3 separate regions of the Sus scrofa genome follow, and all the other regions are linked to region 1. Evidence: chromatin contacts called from public Hi-C and HiChIP or PLAC-seq data. All regions are on one chromosome and are shown on one strand. Each heading gives the region's core, a stretch centred on a gene start, on an enhancer-like site or on the middle of the called end of the contact. The rest is flanking DNA. Distances are from core to core; before and after follow the strand shown. Region 1 holds the start of MARK2 (serine/threonine-protein kinase MARK2). Region 2 holds the start of NAA40 (N-alpha-acetyltransferase 40). Region 3 holds the start of RCOR2 (REST corepressor 2).

Evidence for each region. Hi-C and Micro-C count contacts between places; a contact is called where the count stands out from the background. HiChIP or PLAC-seq counts read pairs in DNA pulled down with a chosen protein or histone mark.
Region 2: a Hi-C map of retroperitoneal adipose tissue shows a contact between it and region 1, with 2.4 times the contacts expected there. The contact joins the promoter of NAA40 here to the promoter of MARK2 in region 1. A contact is called at or near these places in 4 of 5 promoter capture datasets (fetal liver, fetal skeletal muscle, liver and 1 more), 25 of 47 Hi-C or Micro-C datasets (adipocytes, adipose tissue, alveolar macrophages and 15 more) and 2 of 2 datasets of contacts at active chromatin or transcription factors (alveolar macrophages and skeletal muscle).
Region 3: an H3K27ac HiChIP or PLAC-seq map of skeletal muscle shows a contact between it and region 1. The contact joins the promoter of RCOR2 here to the promoter of MARK2 in region 1. A contact is called at or near these places in 4 of 5 promoter capture datasets (fetal liver, fetal skeletal muscle, liver and 1 more), 15 of 47 Hi-C or Micro-C datasets (blood, embryonic fibroblasts, fetal liver and 9 more) and 2 of 2 datasets of contacts at active chromatin or transcription factors (alveolar macrophages and skeletal muscle).

Annotation. Positions count from the first base shown.
Region 1 is chr2:8,214,100-8,217,599 of Sscrofa11.1, forward strand. It overlaps MARK2 (serine/threonine-protein kinase MARK2), which reads right to left and starts at 1,868. Exons shown (of 18, transcript XM_021082895.1): 1 at 1,426-1,868. The coding sequence starts at 1,479.
Region 2 is chr2:8,128,093-8,131,592 of Sscrofa11.1, forward strand. It overlaps NAA40 (N-alpha-acetyltransferase 40), which reads right to left and starts at 1,983. Exons shown (of 8, transcript XM_021082889.1): 1 at 1,705-1,983. The coding sequence starts at 1,710.
Region 3 is chr2:8,145,006-8,148,505 of Sscrofa11.1, forward strand. It overlaps RCOR2 (REST corepressor 2), which reads left to right and starts at 1,675. Exons shown (of 13, transcript XM_021082899.1): 1 at 1,675-1,772.

The DNA of each region.
Region 1 (3,500 bases), core at 618-3,117:
TTCTCCACGGAGAAGGGTGTGACAGGAAGGGGACTCTCCACAGAGCAGGCAGCAAGGGACACTGGAGACGGGGAAAGAAAGAGGAGGGGTGGTAAGTGGACGCCTCGGCTCAGAGGTGAGATGACACAGAAAAGGCTAAGGCTTGGGTGACAAACGATAGCAGTGATTGCCAGGACGAGGGGGAGTGTGAGGCTCAAGAAACCAGCATGCAAAATACCCGGCCCCAGAGTTACAAAGACTAGCCAATCACAAGGGGGTGGGTAGGAGCACATGCAGGGAAAATAAGGATGAGGCGAAAAAGGCAGGAGACTAATATGGAGATGAAAGGCAATCCTGAGCAAGAGCTACAGTAAGGAAGACAGGGTGGGGGTAGAGAAACCGGAAGGCAACAAGCAAGGGGGGAGATACTATGGAGAGGGCCAGAGGCAGGAGTGGAGACAAGGAAGCGTCACGGTCTGCGTCGCGGTCTAAGGACAAAAAGGGAAGGACGGTGATGCAGCGGGGCCGGGAAAGATCTGAGCAACAGGTTGCGGTTAATGGAGTGGGGCTGAAATAATGTCTTCCCCTCGGCAGGAAGAGCTCAGGGAGCAGACTGGTAAAGTGCTCACAGTGAGAAACAGGAGACCGGGGCACCCCAGAGGAAGAGATCGTGACCAATCCAAAGGCTCTGACGGGGGTGAAGACTGGAACCCCCAAGACAACCTGTGGGAAAACTATGCGCATGACAGCTGGATGGGAAACACGGAAGCAACAAATGCCAGCGCGAGGCACCAGGGAGCTCCTGGAGAAGAGAAGGGAAAGTGATGAGCCAAGAGTAGGCGAACGATTTGGAAAGGTGATGAGGGTGGAGCTGGTGGGTTGCAAGCAAGACGGCGAGCACAATGTGGAGAAGCAAGAGGCAGCATAAAACGCTAGGGAACTGGAAGAGGATAGGGACTGAGAACACACTCCAGGGCAAGGCCCCCGAGGGTGGGAACCGGGACTGGGAGAACCGGTGCGGGCGGAGGGGACGCAAGGCTGGAGGGATGGAGGAAGAGGTGGACAACGATCTGGGGCAAATCGCAGGGTGCTACTGGGGGAGCAGGAGGGTGGCTGCTTTAAGCGTGGGTGGAGGAAGACCAGAAAGGCCCCTGAGAGAAAAAGGGAAGAGAAGAGGAAGCTGGGGAGGTAACACGGAAGAGCGCAGGAGGGCGGTGAGGGGAGACGGGGGGGTCGGCAGAAAGACAAGTGTGCAGCTTGGAGTCTGGACGAGGTGGGTCCCAGGACAGGACTCGGAAGGGGGATGTGCGGTGCCAGGAGCCAGATGACAGGGCAGCCGAGGCTTACAGAACGGCAGCAGGGGCACGAGGAGAACTGAGGAGGGAGGAGGCTCTGCAAGGTGCAGGGGCCCAGCCAGAGAATTCGGGGAGCCTTCAGGCTCCTTACCTGCTCGGTGTCCCTCTCGTTCAGCGTGGGTAGGGGGGTCCGGGCGCTGGACATGGCGCCGGTATCTCGGGGGAGGGAACCGAGAAGCTTGGAGGAAGGGAGGGAAGGGAAGGCGCGGAGCCCGGCCGGGCGGGGCTTCTCACAGCAGGGGCACCCGCCGCATGGGCCCCGGCCGGGGGTGCGGGGAGGCCGGGCTGCCGCTCACGCCAGCCCGGGGATGCGCCGCTCGGGCTAGGCCGCGCCGGCTCCGAGCGGCTCCGGACCGCACCCCCCCGACCCCCGGCTGGGCTGTGCCGCCTTTCGGCCGGGCCGCGCCGCTCCGCCTACTCTCTGCCGCCGCAGCCGGCCGCCTGCCTCGCTCCTCCCCTGCCCTCAGCGGCACTGCTCCGCGCCCGGCACCCAGGCAGCCGCCGCCGGACCTGCTGCTCCCAACATGGCCGCCACCACCGCCGGCCCTCGGCTCTTTCCGCCGGCAGCAGCCGGAAACATCCGAAGCGGCTTGAAACGGGAGGGGGGCGCGCCTTCTCCTCCCGGCCACGGACTACGGGTGAATTCCGGAAACACCCGAAGAAGGTAGCCCCGGGGACGCGCGCACCTCCTCGATTCCGAAGATCAAGCTTCGGCTCTGTTTACGGAAATCCACGAAGCCTCCCCGGGTACTCCAGCGATGCCCACAGGCTTTTCCCCGCCCACTTCGCGGGCTCTCGGCTGTTTCCGGAAACACCCGAAGCTGCTCCTCGTGCCGTGAGCCGGCCACGCCCCCATCCCGCCCAGCAGCCGACGGCGGTCGTCGGCCATTTCCGGCAACACCCGAGATCGGGCGAGCTTCGGGTCATTCCCTCGGGTGGTACCCAGATTCTGACTCTTCGTTTCTTTCCGTCAGTTTCCGGGTATTTTCAAACCTTGAACAGGGAGTGTGGATCCCCTGTGCGTGTTACTATTTGACTAAATAGAAAACGAAGCTGTTAGCTATTGGCATCCTTTGGTTCTAAAGTCAGCCCATAAATTCCATTTCATTTCTCATCCAGTTTATCTATCAACATGTGTGTCATCTGTCAGATGCAGCGTTAGTCTGCTACCTGTCTACCTACCGTTCATCACCTGCTATTGTCTATCGTGGCTTCTATTTATCTATCCATGCATCCCACATCTAGTCCACAGGGCTCCTCAAGGTCTCAGGCAAGCACTAGGTCAACGTCCTTGGCTTCCAATGCCAGAGGCTGCAGAGGTCCCCCCAGCCCTGGCATTCCACCCCCAGCTCTGCACAGTGAAAATGCTGTGTGATCTTGGAAAAACACATAACATCTCTATGTTTAGACTCCTCAATGTCCCTATCTTGAAAGAATCCATGCCTTTGTTCCAGTGATGACATTCTAAATAACATCTTTGAATTTCAGTTGCCTTTTTTTTCCTTCAGAAAAAAAAAAAAAGTCTTTTAATTGTTCAAAATAGCACAAAATGACATCGCTCTATGGCAATATTGAGTCACACCAGTTCCCTTTTTAAATACCCCTGTGAGGTAGGGCAGGAGAGACATTCTCGTCTTAATACACATTTCAGTTATCCCTTCTAAGGAAATTCATGGGAAAGAAAAGAGCAACTGGCTGAAAATGAAGATTCCTTAGGATGGCCCAAAGAATGAGCACCTGGAAAAATCCCTTTCCTTCCCTGGGTCTCAGCTTCCCTATCAGTAAATTGAGACCACCAGATTCATGAGCTCTGGGGTCCCTCTCATCTCTGCAGGGCCCCTATCTTTAACAGGAAGTCCATGTGCCAACCTGAGTCCTCTCTTCAACTACCCCGTAGACTGTCTCACCAGGGAGAGGCAGTAGGCTGACTGATCTGATTCCCCTGGTTCTAAGTGGCCCCCACTCATCATGCCCTAGTCATTTTAGAAAACCATCCCCCCAAACTCACCCTAAGATAGGCAGAAGCGAGAATCCCCACAAGAGCCAGAGACCAAGGTCGAGCAACAAGTCAACAGGAGTTCCCTGGTGGTGCAGTGGGTTAAGGACCTGGCATTGTCACCACCATGGCTTGGGTTGCTGCTGTGGCCTGTGAGTTCAGTTCCTGGC
Region 2 (3,500 bases), core at 733-3,232, 86 kb before region 1:
AGGTAGGGTCTGGTCTGAAAAACCCATCTATAAAGTATGAGTAATAAGATCAGGGCCCTAAAGGAAGCAGCGAGGATCACAGGATCTCTGAGGCCTGCTGTTTCAACTCCACCAACAAGGAAGTGTTGAACCAGAATGACATGTCATACTTCTTGTTTTCTGCTCAGTCTGGAGCCAGGGACCAAGGTTTACTGGGTTTCCATGAGGGCTGAGGTCTGTGACTTTTCACTAAAATCTAGGTTAAGTTAAATACGGCTAAGGTCTCTAGACTTGACTTTCTACACAGTATCCAAAAGTCCTTGTTGAAACACGACAAATATGTTTTGACATTGAATTACATAAAGTGCTTGGACATGGATTAGACAACTATTTTTGTCTAACAAGTTGATTCATTCAGTCAATACCTATCTGAGTGGAGAGGAAAAAAAAAATCTAGGTTAATAACAGTAGGGACAAACTGAAGTTAAAAATAGCACAAATCTATTTTAGATTACCAAAGGCTGAGAATACAGGCAAAAATAACAACCACTGCTATTTAAGAGGCACCTATGTAGTTGTCTACATCCACCCTCTCACTGGATCCTCACAACTCTCCTAAGAGGGAGGTATCATCAGCCTCGTTACAAAGACAAGGAAATTCAAGTCCCCAAAGGCCATGTCACTGGCACACTATCATGCCACTGGCCAGAGAAGATGAGGCTGGAATGGAGGTCTCTCTGGCTCCAAAGTCAGGGCTTCCTAAAGGTGGTGGAAATTGGATGGAAAAAACTAAGATACAGGGTATTGGGGAGAGCCAGTTACAGTCTTAGCAGAGTGATGCTGCTCTAACTGAGATTTAGGAAGATGAATTCACAGAAAAATGAGAATAAGTTCCTCCCAACTCTCTTCCAGCACATGCCAGGGGAGGCCATAAAATGTACCTCCAGGCGGCCTCCTGCAAAACAGGAGGTCACTATCCATCCGTGGCTGGGCCCATGACCGGTGACCCTCCACTGGCCCCGGGCTCACCTTCTGTACAGCCACCCGCAATAAGAAGACAACTAACAACCCAAGTAATAAGACCCACGTCAGTGCATCTGGGAGCCTTGAAAGCAGGCCTCTGTCGAAAAGGAAGAGAATGTTTTCGGAGCGGGAAGAACCTGGTGGAGACATTTCAAAAGAAACCGGGGAAACTAGCTTCGCTGGGAATCCCAGTAGTGGGAAGCGCAGCGGCCAGGGATTCGGGAGGCCTGAGTCGGGGTCTGGCTCCCAGTCACCCCCTGTGTGACCTTGGCTGGGTGCCCTGCTTCCCTCCAAGCCAGTGTAGGCCTAGAATGTGGGAAGCCGCGAGGCCGGTGCAGCCGGGTGATGGGTGACCCCTGGGGGCGGGGGGGGGGGAATAACCCAGGGACTGTGCGGGGGTCTGGGGGAGGCCAAGAAGATAACACATCCTGGAGGAAGTGAGAGGTGGGCGCGACGCGAGGGGCAGGGGGCACCGAGGGGGTGGGGCCCGGAGAAGGGGGCTCCCCAGCAGATTCCCGGGCTGGGCTGAGCGTGGGGACACTCAGTCTGGGGAGGTCGGGTCATGTGGGGGTTGGGGGTCACGTGAGGCCGGAGGGGGTCGGCGTCACGTGAGAGGGGGTTCAAGGAACAAAGGGGGCGCAGGGGGCGAGAGAAGCGGGGAGCCCGTCTAGCCTTCGCGCCTCCTGTCCCTGCCTCACTCACCCCCATGGCGGCAACGGCGGCGGTGGCCCTCAGTTCCTCCTTCCCACACTTGCCGGCAGGGAGGCGGCAACGGCGGCGGCGGCGGCAAAACCTGAGCGGCGGCGGGCCCCGCACCACGCATGCGCTTCGCGGGCTCCCCGCGCGCCCCGGCGGGCACCGCGCCGGCGCAGAGCCGGGGGAGGGGACGAGCCGGGGGAAGGCGCGCAGGTGGAGAGCCGGGGAGGCGGGCAGAGGGTCTCGCACCCGATAGAGGCAGAAGGCGCAGAGCGGCGTCGCTCTGGGGATGACGTAGACAGGGCCCGCCCACCCCTCGCCAGGCTGTGAGTGTAGCTATGGCAACGTCCCGGGAGAAGCGCGCCCCTGGACAGCTGGCTGGGTGGCAGCGCGGTTCCCGAGCTTCGCTCCCTCTCTGCTGCGGGCCAGGGTCTGCCGACGAACAGCCACCTTTCCCAGCCTACCGAACGCATGGAGACCTCTGAAATACCAGCCCCTCCTACAACTCTCGGGCAAAGAGCAAGTCTTTGGGGAAAAAGTCTTTGCCACCTTTTGGTCTTTTATCTAGGTTCCCAGGCTAGGGGTCCAATTGGAGCTCAGCTGCCGGCCTATGCCACAGCCACAGCAACGCGGGATCCGAGCCGCATCTGCGACCTACACCACAGCTCACGGCAACGCCGGATCCTTAACCCACTGAGCGAGGCCAGGGATGTAGCCCTTGTCTTCATGGATACTAGTCAGGTTCCTTAACCACTAGATCTTAAACTCTTGAAATTCCTTTTCTAACCAGAGTCATTCATCCATCTTCTAACTATTCATTCGCTCTCTCAGTAAACATTGACTAGCAACTACGCCTACGCTGTGCAGAGCCCAGGGGGCATAGAAAGGCGCAAGATACTCTCGCAGTCCAAAATTACTGTTTAGAAGGAAGACAGACACGACTGTTTAATGGAGAGTGGAAGGTGCTGTGAAAATGAGACATAAGGCGCCCTGGACCATATTAATTTCAGTCTATCCCAACAGACCAGTGTGCCCCCCACTTGACCTGCCTCAGAATCGCTTGAGCCTGTGTGCTGTGCACACCCCCGGGGGCCTCCCCTAGAATCTTCAGGGGTGGAGCCAGAGTCTTCCCTTCTAAGAGTTCCCCAGGTAGGGACGTACTCATGACAGTCAGAGAACTGCTGCCCAAGACAAGCTTCATAGGCTTTGTCAGGTTTTGCCCCTCATCCCATCTTCAGTGCTCAGCGCAGTGGTGGCCCCCAAAGAACCAGGCAAGCAACACCTGTTGAGTGTCTACCATATGCTACACACACTGTTGCAGAAATCAATGCAAATAAAAAAGAGAAAAGGCACTGTCCTCATAGAACTTGTATTCTGGAAGGAAAAGACAGATAATGAACTGAATGAACAGGTAAAATACATACAGATGATATAGGGTCTACAGAGGAAAACAAAGCAGAGAAGCCACATGGGGAAAGCTGGGTTTCTCGTTTTAACTAAGATGTTCAGGGAAGGCAAACATGAGGTGACATCTGAATCAAGATCTGCTGGAAATGAGGGAGAAAGCCACAAGGCTACCCCGGGGGAAAGGCATTCTAGACTGAGGGTACAGCTAATGTGAAACTCCCCAGTAGGAGCACAACTGGAATGCTGGAGGAACTAGTACGACGTGGCTGGAGCACAGTGGGGCCAGCGGGAGAATAGTGGGAAGTGAAATCAGACAAGTAAGGAAGGATCATTTAGGGCTTTGTAGGTTTTTGTTTGTTTGTTGAGGGCCAAACCTGTGGCATATGGAGGTTCCC
Region 3 (3,500 bases), core at 425-2,924, 69 kb before region 1:
TTCATCTCCTGGCCTCCAATCCAACTCCCCCACCCAAGGGCCCGCGGGGCTGCCTCCCTCCTCGAGCTTAGCCCCTTGGCTGTGGCCACCGAGGGCCTGGCCAGGGTCCCAGGCACCACACCACAGCGGCCAGCCTGGCCTGGCCAGAGCTTGGGACAGTCCTAGTCTGTCTGGCGGGGGCCGAGAGAGTTCGGGATTGGCTGGAGCTGCCCCCGCCTTTGGGAGGAGGGAGACGTGAGGGGTGAGGGGAGGCCTTGCTCAAGGTCACCCTCCTTTTCTCTCCCAGCATCCCTGCTCGACCTTTGTCCCCACTGCCTCACCTCGTGGAGGGAGGAGGCGAGATGCCCAGCACACAGAGGACAGAGGAACCCAGCAAAGAGGAAGGCTTTCTGGGCTACTCTCATTTATTTATTCAGCAAATATTGAGTGCCTACTATATGCCAGGCACTGAGAACTCAGCAGTGAACACAGTGGGTGGACCGGATCCCTGCCTGGGGCCCAGCAGGGAGAGAGTCACAAAAATAAACAGTCACACAAATAATGTAAACTTGGGTCCCTAGCAGTGTGGCAAAGGCGCTGAACCTGAATGCCTGGGTCTGGCTCCTCCGGGGATCTCAGGGCCGAGGAGGCAGGCCTCAGACAGGGCCAGTGGCTCTGGCTTTGTGGAGGCCTGTGGGCAAGGGGGGGGTCCGGGGCGGAGCCAAGCCTCAGTTTCCTCAACTGGAAAACGCAGGAAATAAATGTACCCGGATCACAGGCGTTGCCACCAGGCGGCCTAGAGCCCTCAAAAAGCAGGCGCCGCCGCCATCATCCTCCCAGAGGAAGGGTGAGGGGGAGAGCATCAGTGAGAATGGCGGGGGAGGCGCTCCCAGACCAGCAGCTCTCACAAAGCTCAGAGCTGGCCTCAGGGGGGTGAGGGACCTCAAGACTAGGGCTGAGCTGCTGAGCTTCCCAGGCCCCTAGTCGCCTAGGGCTGGAGGAGGGGAGGGGCCGTGCTGCTGCCTCCCCCCCCCCACCCCGTTCCAGCCACGTGGCACCTCAGTGCCCTGTCCTGGGGGAGACGGATTCCCGACCTGGGGCTGGCTGGGGGAACGAGGGAAAAGGGTGAGGGCTGTGGGGAACCGCTGAGACCAGGTCCTGTGGCGTGCCCGCTCCATCCTACCCCACAGCCCCAGGGCAGGGAGGGGGTGCTGTCTCTTTAAGAGCCTTCAGGCTGCTGGGAGCAGATGGCCAGGACGGCCGGGGCCCCTTGTCCTTTGTGTGGCTTTGCACAAAAGAGGGGGCCAGCTGGGGAGGGGGCGGCTGCAGCAGGTGGGAGGGTGGGGCCTTGCCCCTCCCCCTCCTAACCCTGTGCCATTGCCCCTTGGGGAGGAGGGTGCTCACTAGGCTTGTGCCTCCTCTCTGGACACCGTGGACCCCACAATCACCCCCAAATTCCTAGGCTAATCCTCCCGTGTCGTGTCCCACCTCCCAGGCAGAAGTCTCATCACCCTGGGGTCTAGGGACTTCCCCTTCCTTCCCAATTCCAAGGGGAAAAAAAAAAAACCCTCCTCTCCCTGCCCCCACCCCGGAGCCGAATCTTCCTCTGGCCCTGAGCTCCAGGCTCTAGGGAGAAGTGAGAGCAGAATTAGGTTCTTAGCGGGGGAGGGGTGCTAAGGAGAGAGGGAGGCCAGTGGCTGGGGGTACCTGGGGCAGTCCTGGAGGACAGAGGCCAAAATAAGCAGGAGGCGGAGGCCTGCGGTGGGGCGAGGAGCTGGGCCCTGACCCTAAGTGTGAGTATAGAAAAGAGGCCACGGGGAACTGGGGAGCCCAACAGAGGCCCTGCCTAGCGGGGGACCTGTGTGGGCAAAATGGAAGGCTCCATCATAGGAGAGGGCTGTGTGCAGCGATGGCTGCCTGCCAGGCAGGAGGGGACAGAGATGAGAGGCTCCCGGAAAGATTGGAGGTGCTGGGGACAGGGTGGCACCCTGCCGCTCAGGAGGGGTCAGCCTGGGGAGGTTCTTTCCATCTTGTAGCAGACCCCTTTAGCTCAGACCTGCCCTTGGCCCATTCATTCTCCTTTGTCCAGATCTCCCCACCCTAAGGCTTGGTGCCCAATCCATGATTTAAGAGGAGGAAAAAGGCCCTATAGCTCTGGCCGGAGGTGTGGCGGGCAACGTGGCCGCCGGCTGGGTGGTCCCTTGTGGCCCGACAGCACGGGTGGGGTCGTGCCTGACTTTGCCTGGCTGCCCGCAGAAGCCCCCAGGACCAGGAGGCCCCGGCCGGGTCGTGGCCCGACCGCAGGACCCTGGCCGGCTGGCCGCAGGCAGCGGGTGGGGGCGGGGATCCCTGGCTGGGCCCTGGGTTGCTTCTAAATTTAGGAATCTGATTACAGAGTGGCCGACGAAGGGAAGGGAGAGGAGGGTGCGAGTGCAGGCTCAGCTCAGTCTGGGCACAGCGGGGTGTGCCCGGCTGGAGGTGTGTCTAGGAGTCTAGGGCTCGGGTGGGAGGGGCGACAGGAGGGTGGGGGCTTCGGCCTGTGTGTGCTGCAGCACGTGCCTTCGGCGGCGGGGACGGGCACCGGCGCTGCTCGCAGGCTCAGAGCCGCCGCCGGTGTGTGCGCTGGCTCTTTGTGTGCCTGGCAGGGTGGCTGGGTCTGGCTTTGAAAGTCTCTGCCCACCCCCCCTCCCCCATCTCCGTCTGTGCCGCTCTACCCGCTTCCCGGTCTGTCACTCTGCCCGTGCTTGTCCTGGGGGAGGGGGATGCTGCTCCTAGCTGGGGTGACACTGAACCCAGTGGGGAGGGGACCCAGCGCCTCCCTCCCCCTGCAGTCCAGAGCTTCCCCTACACTTCCCACTCCCCAGCCCGCAGCCCCCTGTGCCACTGTTTTGGGGTGCGCACTGCAGCAGTTAAAGGGAATTGAGGTGACCCCTGGGGACCCACAGATGTACCAGAAGCCAGGCTTCGGCCCGGTAGCTCTTGAAGGAATTCATTTCTCTCCTGTCCGGCCTCCCATCCGCTCTGGCCCCCAAGGGCGCATGAAGGGGGGGGTCCCCCCTGCGGAAGGGGGGGCGGGGAGTTCCTTAGCAGGAAGGGAAATGGAAGGAAAAGCTGGGCTCCACCCGGGCGGGCGGGCAGGCGGCCTCAGGGCCCCCAGGGCAGGCGGCAGTAACCTGAGCCCACTGGTGTGTGGGGCTGGTGTGCGCGTGGGTGGGGCTGACCCCCCCCCCGGCTACTCCTGGGGAGCCGGGGGGGGTCTCCCCCAGGGGCAAGTCTGGGAGCCCCCGGGGCCCGCAGAGGGAAAAGCTCTCCACCCGGGTCCTGACCCCACCCCCTGGAGGTCTAGCCCCGGCCCCTAGGCCCCGCCCCCCGGGCCCTCCCTCCCACCCCAGGGCCAGATGTTCAGCTGGCGGAGGCATCGGCTGGGGGAGGGGTGCTGAGGCCGCAGCCGGCACTACTTCCCTGCCAGCAGCTTCATTGTGTGCGCGAGGAGCGAGCGGCGGCGGAGAGCGGGCGAGCGA